Linked DNA regions of Danio rerio: region 1 is linked to region 2. The links are chromatin contacts, called in public HiChIP or PLAC-seq maps. All regions are on one chromosome and are shown on one strand. Each heading gives the region's core, a stretch centred on a gene start, on an enhancer-like site or on the middle of the called end of the contact. The rest is flanking DNA. Distances are from core to core; before and after follow the strand shown.

Region 1 (4,579 bases), core at 103-2,602, 350 kb before region 2:
AATAAAACAATAAATAAATCCACAAATAAATAAATAAATTAATAAATAAATAAATAAATACACAAATCCCTGCATAAATAACAATAAATCAATAAATACACAAATTAGTGAATGAATAAATAAATCCACAAATTTCTGCATAAATAAAACAATAAATAAATACACAAATAAATGAAATGAATAAATCCACAAACTCACAAACTCCTACATAAATAAAACAATAAATACATAAATACACAAATAAATGAATGAATAAATAAATCCACAAATTCCTGCATAAATAAAAAAATAAATACACAAATAAATGAATGAATAAATCCACAAAGCTCCTGCATAAATAAAACAATAAATAAATATGCAAATAAAGAAATATCTACAAATTCCTGCATGAATATATAAAAAACGAATAGTGCGGGCAGATAAATAATGAAATAAATGTTTGGGGAATAAGTAAATGCTAAACTGAAAGTTGATTTATCTACCTGCATTATTAATAACTTACATATTTATTTATGCAAGAATTTTTACATATATTTATATGTTTGTGCATATATTTATTTGTTAATTCATTGTTTTTGTTTATGCAGGAATTTGTGGATTTGTCTATTTATTTAGGGTATTTAATCATTGTTTTAGGCAGGAACTTGTGGGTTTATTAATTTATTTGTTTACTTATTTGTGTGTTCATTTATTTATTGTTTTTGCAGGTTTCGTCCTCCATATTGTGCAGTATACTATTTTCTGTTGTATTTTTGCTTTCAAATAAACCCATGCCATTTGTCTGTTAGCTTCTTTATGTGTGCATCATTTCCACCCATACTCCAAGAAATTGGGATAAAGTTGGCTTTTTATTTGCACATTCATCAATTTTAACATCCCTATATTGTTTACCACGCTATTTTATTGGGTCTGAAATCAACATTAGCACTAACTTATGTTATTGACACAATTAGCACAATGTTTTAATTTCATACTCTGTTTAGAATTAGCAAATATTATTTATAAACTGTATTATTAAAGATAAAGTCCGGATGTAAGAATATAAACCAACTTTACCTCTATAATTTTATGTCATCGTTACTCACCTTGATTCAGAGATGTAAACAATCACTCATGATGGCGGTTTAGCGAATATATCGTTGCTACTACTCGGCAGTTTCGTTTATATACTATTAAACAAATGATCCCAGATATAGCATTTACATGTATATTGTAGACATATAAATAAAAACTTTACGTTTTAATTTCAAGCAATTCAAACAGCTCGATCTTTTCAGACTCCTTCTTCTTCAGCAGTCAGGTTTAATGGCGGTTGAAAACTCATTACCGCCACCTAACAGCCTGGAGGAACCAAGGACTGTGAGTGTCAATAGTATCTGAAGAGACGTCGCGTTTAATATTCATGAACCGGAAGACGTTCCCTCGTCCGTTCACTTATTTTTTCCCAGAGTGCTCGGCGTGTGTGTAGCTGTAAAGAAGAATGTGTGACAATGGCAACAAATACTGCAGAGAAGAATCCATATTTTGACTGTCCTTCATGGTAAAAACACTACAATACATGCTAATGTTAGTGCTCGGGTGAAGTTTGGGTCTTATCCAGCGTAGGAACAACAGTCGAGCTGTTAGCATGAATGCTCTTTAGCAGAGCTCTGCCGCCAAACTGCTGGAGCTCAAACTTGTTTAACATCATTCATTGTGCACTAAAGAGGTTTTGCTTTTAAAAGGAGAACAGTCGGATGTCGAATGCGTTATTCATGATCATATTTCATTATGTTTGGGTTGTTTGGACGTGAGGTCATGGCTTGATTTTGTTTCAGGGCAGGAAAGCCTCCAGCAGGGCTGCATTTGGACGTGGTGAAAGGAGATAAACTTGTTGAGGTATTGCATTAATATTTATACAATGTACTAACGTTACTGGTCAAAAGTCTGAGGTAATAAATGTATTTATATAGATAAGGTGAAACAGTAAATGTAAGCAAATCAACATATCTGTCTTGTATTGCTTTTCAAAAATAGGGGTAAAGTTGGTTTTATATTCGTTCATTGAGCAGTCTCTATATTGTTTATCATGTTACTTTGAACATTCAATCGGAATTAGCATACTAGTCTGACTTCTAAACAACATTAACACTATCTAATTCACTGTGAACAATGCTGTACTTTGATAGTCATTTGCTGCTAATATGATTTTTCTATTCAGAATTAGCAAAGAATACTTTACTTACATTTTATTATTAAGGAGAATGTCTGAATATCCCAATATAAAACCAACTTTACCTCTATCTTACTATATTGTTTTCCATGGTATTTTTAAATCACGTGCAAGTATGACTTCAAAACAACATTAGTGCTGTTTAATTGACTGGGAACAATGTTGTTGACTTATTTATCAAGGATATAGAGGCAAAGTGGGTTTTATGTTCGGATATTCAGACAGTTTCATAAAAAATAAAGATGTATTAAGCTTTACATTTTTATCCTCTATACTAGAACTGCGTGATATTGGAAAAATCTGACACTGTGATATTTTTTTTCTCTCTGTGATTTATATTGCGATACGAATACGATTTCACCATATGAAATTGAATCCATTTGGAAGGTAATTCATTTAGATCAGTGGTTTCCAAAGTGGGGGTGACATGATAATACAAGGGGGTCACTTGGTGATTTCCAAAAGTCGAAATTAATTTGATTAAACTATTAGAATGACTGTCTTTTATCCATAACCCACAGAAGATAAAAATAGTAGCTAATAGTTACACAAAAAAGCAACAACATGCAAATAAACAGCCATCAGCCTATCAAAGTTATTATAGTTAACGAAGATGAACAAAAAACAAAAACTACAATTGAAAAATTATTTTAGTTAACTGAAAAAAAACGAGAGTTATTAAAAAAAAAACTAGAACTGAAAGTGTATTGTGTACATACAAAACTAATTAATAGTAACTAAAATAATAACTAAAACCTCCTTCGTTTTTGTCTTTGTAAATGTATTTCATACAGACTGTAATCCTTTTGGAATATATTTACTCCATGCTGCAGGGGCCTCATGTACGAAGACTTGGGTGGAAATCATACTAAAACATTGCGTACGCACAAAGCTGTAAATGTGCGTACGCAGAAAAAAATTCAGATGTATGAAACACTGCTTACGCCGAATCCCACGCATATTCTGTTTGTACATCTGAATGAACGTGAAACTGAGCGCAACATGCACGAGCGCAAAACCCCTCCCTGCCTCCTCCCCCGTATGAATATGCTAATGACTCTATTTTGGCAAAACCCAACGAAAAAGCAACGGCAAAAGCAAGCGAAAAGAGAAACTTTGAACAGAATGTGATTGGAGGGGCTGCTTTCGGAGGTAGACCGGAGAAAAACGGTGTTATTTGCAAGTTTGTCCTCCGGAATTAATAACAAAAGAAACAAATAGAGTGAGAGAGTTTAGCTGATGCGGTTAACACAGTTGGGTCTGAACATCGCACTGAGTGGATTAAAAAAGAAATACTGAGATCTATACGTGTAAAATTTTGAAGTGTCTTTAACAGCCTGAGTGGCGCAGCTCGTTAAATGCATGGCAACCTGTTTTGACACGTTCAAGCATGAACTCGGTTCGAATCCAGCGTCTGATGAACTCATTCTTTTTCCCCCCACTACTTATCACATTTTGCCTATATACTCTTCCTCACAAGGAAGACAAGTAGGAATCATTAATAAGTCTGTGCATCTTATATTATTTGCACATTTATTGAATGGAATTGTTTCTGATTCACGCATGCAAATTCATCCTCAGATGGTGCCTTTATAGAAATGTGTGTGCAGTAGATCGCTCCGATTACATTGGGAAAACCGGCGACCGCTGCAAATTGCACTTTAATGTTTTGGATGGTCAACTGTATGGTACAGAAACCTTATATACTAGACATGCGGATGAACCCGTCTCATACAGCTAAGAAGACACTTTGTAGAGTGCAATTTAACACAACTGCCTCTAGGAGTCGCCAATGGAAATAAAACAGGCACGCACAAAAAAATGTGCGTACGCCAGGGATGAAGCTGGCGTGGAGCTGCACACATTCCCATGTTCATTTCATCGTTAGTAAATCCAAACGTGAGCGTGTCTGAGCGTACCTGGTGTACGCAAAGTTTTTTGTGCATACGCAGAGTTGATACATGAGGCCCAGGTGTTTGACTCGTGCGGCACCTGAGAGTCTATAATCCTGATGCTATTGGCCAGATCAAGCGGTTCTCCTCCAGTGAGCCTCGCTGTTGCTCCCGCGACAGACAGTGACTGGGCATGACAGCAGCACAGTGAAAACATTAAATACGACCCAAGCAGACACTTAAAATTGTTAATTTAACACATTTGTGCCCAATAATGGGTTTTATTTCTTTATTAGTGACCGTGACCACAAATCTTTCTTTTTAACCGGATCTTCTAAGTGAACCGGTTGAACTAACTCACCAATTTTAACCAAATCATTTGAAGCGATTCGCGTCTCCAGTAACGTTTAGCACTTATCCACAAAATACTTCATTTTTACATGCCAAATACCGCACTCTGACTCGAAATAAACCA
Region 2 (5,192 bases), core at 790-3,289:
AAACAATAATCAATCTAATTTTTCCAGGTTGATTACTTTAATTACCTATGCCGTTATTTCAATGACAAATGGAGAAATGTGGTTAGCGCAATATTACAAGTCGAGATCGTATTTACGTGCAATACTTTTTGCTTGCACGCCGATTTCCTCTGCTTGTGCATAAAACCTCTTGCACACCCCTCAAATATTCGCTGCTCAAGCGCAGATCTTCTTGTGCGCTCTCAAATAAACGCTGATGAAGTGCGATTTTAGTGCGTTTATGTAACAAGCATGTCTCCAACATTTATTAGATTTGCTAGGAATATTTATGAATGTCTCCAATAGACCTACAGAGCGGCATTAATGCGTCCTGAAGTAAAGTGAAACGGCAATAAAAGAGTGATTATATGCAGAGCCATAGACCTTTATATATAAATAAAGTATAATTATGGAAACTGTGCGGGCCTCAAGCATCACGCACCAGTCAGTCAGTCAACCTCAAGGGGTTTAACAAATAGCGCACATCACTACTGCAGTTACAGAAAAGTTTGCGTTGTTATAATTCACTTACCTTTTAATAAGTTTTGGTGCGATTATAATCCGCTAATAACAGCAACAACAACAATGACTGAATGTTTTGAATGGGAAGCTGTAATGTAGCTGTGGAGGGATGCATTTTGGTGTGGCGCCTCGCCATGAAAGAATGCATGTAGCGGAAACCATAATATATAATAAAATATTCAAACAAACAACCCTGTTGCAAAGCGCATTTTAGGCAATGTGTGTTTAATTTCAGTTAAAATATCCGAATTAAAAACCAACTTTACCTCTATGGCAGCCAACATCTATTATATTGGTAAAGTTGGTTTTATATAGGGGTATTCAGACATTCTCCTTAAAAATATAATTTCAGAAAAGTCTTCTGTGCGAATTCTAAATAGAAAAATCATATTAGCAGCAAATGACTATCAAACTACAACATAGTGTAATACATAGAGTTAATGTTGTTTAGAAGTCATACTTGCATGCTAATTCCGTTAGAATATTCAAAATAACATGATAAACAAACAATATAGAGACTGCTCAATGAACGAATGTGCGAATGTAAAACCAACTTTACTCCTAACGTTGTATGTCTATTAAAGTCAAATTTACAGTTGATTTCTATTGAGGCAAAGTTGGTTTAATATTTGAACATTCATTACTTTTAACATTTTCAATATTGTTTATCTTGCTAATTTGACTATTGGCTCTGAAATTCGCAAAACAACATTACCACTATTTAATTGACTTAACGTTAATTTACAGTGTACTTTTTTTTTAGTCATCGGCTGCTAATATGATTCCCCTATTTTAAATTTGCAAATAATTATTTTTTTAAATTATATTATTTAGGATAAAGTCAGAAAAATAATGAATAATAATAAAAGCAACTTTACCTCAATGTGATTTCTGACCAAATGCTCAAAGTACCATGGTAAACAATACGGTGTAACGGGTGTTCACTGTTCAAAAATGAACAAATGTGCGAATATAAACCACCTTTACCTCAATACAATTCAATTTTCATCTTTTGCAACGTACTGTACTTCTCGTAATTTCTATAGTTACATTAAAAACGTTAATAAAACACATTAATATCGACATTTTTCTAACGCATCTTTTTTAATGAGCACACAGCGCCACATACTGGTCTGGCGCGTATTTACGTGACATGGTTTTTCAGTAGATTTCTTAAGACGTCGTTAAGTTTTCGAAAAAAAAGCCAGGGGAAAGTCTTATATGTAAAACTTTATCTTCATGTTGTAAGTCTTATTTAACAAGCATCACTGGATGTGTCTTACCCGGCTGATGTAACGTCAGGTCATCAGAGAAATTAGATGAAATCCGCAGGACTCTCGTCTTCAGCTCTTTACACATTATATCGCGTTTAAACGACTTGTATCTGGTGCTCGAACAAACTCCTAAACGAAGGCTGGCAGCACGAAAACACCTGAAAAACATAAACAGCTCGGCTCAAGAGCGGTACACAACATGCTTTCAGACAGCTGCCGGAAGCCACGTTTGGCAGAAATGGGAGTCGATTCCAAAGAGTCGATTCTAATAGTTCTAGAATCAGAGTCGATTCCGGTACAGGAATCGACTCTTTCCCTATGTCTCACACTTTTCTCTTTCAGGATGCATATTTTAGACTTTTTTATCATACATAACTTTTTACCTGCAAGTAAAACTATAAAGGTTGATATTAATGTAAATGTATTAGCGCTTTATTTTTCATTAGACTAGATATGTTCATATGAACATCAATACATGTAGATAGGTTATGTTTGTTATTATGTCTTTTTATGTTATTTTTCATCTTTAACACTGTTTTATCATATTACAGTATATGTTTAGAGACATCACCTATTTTCCAGATCCTGTGTTTTGGTGCAAATAATGTGGAAGAATCACTTCCAACGGTAACAGTAGTGAATCAGAGTCGACTCCTTAAAAACAGGAATCGAACGCTCCTATCTGACAGCTCCTCCTCTTCTTCTTCTAAATCTACTTCTTGTTTTACGCAGAGTTCTAGATGCACTACTGCCATCTATCTTCACCAATAAACCTTACTGACACAATTTACAATCTGAAAGATGGCCTGATATCCATTTTTACTTTGTAAAAATGATAAATGCTGAACATACGTGTCTTCTTTAAGAAGCAGCATTTGTGAAAATGCGCATATTATATCTTGATTTCATATATTCCAGAGTCCCCTTGATTGTTTTCCTCTTCTGACTATGCTGTATGGAGGAAGAAACTTTCAGTTCAGATTCAATTCACATGGATAAAATCTATAAAAATAATATTGCACTATAGGTCGGACAGATTGCATTAGTATGTTTTTCTTTTTCATTCTTTTATAGCCTGTTTTAACTCATTTTAATCTGTTTTTAATCATTTTTATTGTCTGTTTTTTATGTTCTTAAACTTGTCTTTTTTATTCTTGTTTATGTAAAACACTTTGAATTGCCACTGTGTATGAAATGTGCTATATAAATAAACTTGCCTTGCCTAATATCTATAAATCTGCGTAGGGACTCCAAGTGTGCACGGTCCCCTGTGCCCATAATGCCAATTGGTTAATTCGTCTCTGTGGATATATATTGTACATGTTACTTAATATGTACATTTGAGCACAATTTTTAAACTTTAATCTTAAATTCAGTATTTGCTTGCATTCATTGTGTGGTCTTTCATTAAAAAAAGGATGTGAGATTTTACATACACACTTGAAAGTTTGGAAACAGTAAAGCCAATTCTGCTCACCAAGACTGCATTCATTTGATGAAAAATCTGCAGCAAAAATAATTAAATTGTGAAATACTTTTTACAATTTTAACTAATTTAAAATGTGATTTGCTGTCTTTTTTTCCATTAGAAATAAGGAACATTTAAAACACATTGCAATACATTTATAATGTGAAAAAGATTGCAAATAAAAGCTATTATTTTGAACTGGCTTATTATCAAATAGGCGGTTTTATTCTGCTGTGGCGACCCCAGATTAATATAGGGGTAAAGTTGGTTTTATATTCGCACATTTGTTCATTTAGCAGTCTCTATATTGTTTGTTTATCATGCTACTTTGAATATTCGATCGGAATTAGCATGCAGGTATGACTTCTAAACAACATTAACACTATCTAATTCACTGTGAACACTGTTGTACTTTGATCGTCATTTGCTGCTAATATGATTTCCCAATTTAGAATTTGCAAATACTTTTTTGAAATTATATTATTAAAGAGAATATCTGAATATCCCAATATAAAACCAACTTTTCCTCTATCAGATTATTAAGGGACTAAGCAGAAAAGAAAATGAATGAATGAATGATCAAATAATTCTAAAAGCAAATGTATCACAGTTTCCATGATACTATGCTGGAAGACAAAAATTCAGCAGATAGTTGTAGGAAATAGTTAATGATGTTGCACTAATTATAACTGATCATAATAGAACAGCAAATCATCATATTATAAAGATTACCGAAGGATCATTTGACACTGATGTAATGATGAGGACAATTCAGCTTTAAATCACAGGAATAAATTACATTTGAAACTGCATCCAATAAGAAAACAATTGTGTACAATTTTAATAATATTTCAGCAATTGTTACTGTATTTTCCATCAAATAAATGCTGCTTTTCTAAAATACAAAAATTGTATTTTTTCTGTTTTAACCTTAAATACTACACACATTTTAATAAGCAATGTAAATATTTGAAAGAATATTAATAAACTAGAATTATTGCATGACAAATATTTAGCACCAAAAAGATCCTCTAACAATATTAAATGCAACTAAAGTATATAGTAATTTAATTGTAAATTAGTTGAAAAAGCTGCATGATCACAGTGTAAGCAAGCAAAACCCGAGGCTTAAATAATAGAGGTAAATATTAAAATTGTATAATAATATAAAATTGGTTTTATATTTGGATATTCAGACATTCTCCTTAATAATATCATTTTAGAAAAGTCTTCTGTGCAAATTGTAAATAGGGAAATCATATTAGCGGGAAATGACTATTAAAGTACAACAGTGTTCACAGTGAATTAGATAGTGTTAATGTTGCTTTAAAGTCATACTTGCATGCTAATCCGATCGACTATTCTAAGAAACATGATAAACAATATAGAGACTGCTAAATAAACGAATGTGCGAATATAAAACCAACTTTACCTCTATGCTTAAATATAAGAAAACCACATTAATGTCGCCTCTGCCACTAAATTGACGCAATAACCAAAGCATGCTGTATTTAACGTTGTAAAGCTCAATGGATAATTTTTGTGTGTAAATTTATCTTCATGTTATGTGTAATATTCAAATACTTACAATAATAAAAAAAATAAAATAAAAAAAAACAAGATTTAATATGTAGCGCTTCGAGGATCACGTGACCGTATGGGCTGTGACGCCGGCGAGATCAAACAGGTTTGACTCGCTTTAACCGAAGCTATTTCCCATATTAAATGCGCTTAAATGAGATTAATTGTTTGAATTTTTAGTATTAAAACTTAACTTGTTATCCGAGACTTTATTTTTTATCGCAAGGCTGAAAGCGTTGTCTATGCTGTCTACCCGTCGTCTTCTCTCGACGCGCTCTCGCTATCAAAGCATGTTGACAGCACTTCAAAATAAAAGCTCCTTCAAAACT

The links. HiChIP or PLAC-seq counts read pairs in DNA pulled down with a chosen protein or histone mark.
Region 1: an H3K4me3 HiChIP or PLAC-seq map of embryo shows a contact between it and region 2, with 7 times the contacts expected there. The contact joins the promoter of tfpt here to the promoter of yrdc in region 2. A contact is called at or near these places in 1 of 18 Hi-C or Micro-C datasets (an unstated tissue) and 1 of 4 datasets of contacts at active chromatin or transcription factors (embryo).

Annotation. Positions count from the first base shown.
Region 1 is chr16:4,747,284-4,751,862 of GRCz12tu, reverse strand. It overlaps tfpt (TCF3 (E2A) fusion partner), which reads right to left and starts at 1,352. Exons shown (of 6, transcript NM_001160707.1): 1 at 1,086-1,352. It overlaps ppp1r8b (protein phosphatase 1, regulatory subunit 8b), which reads left to right and starts at 1,425. Exons shown (of 8, transcript NM_201200.1): 1 at 1,425-1,540; 2 at 1,818-1,878. The coding sequence starts at 1,491.
Region 2 is chr16:4,398,046-4,403,237 of GRCz12tu, reverse strand. yrdc (yrdC N(6)-threonylcarbamoyltransferase domain containing) reads right to left here and starts at 2,039. Exons shown (of 6, transcript NM_001083867.2): 1 at 1,824-2,039. The coding sequence starts at 1,899.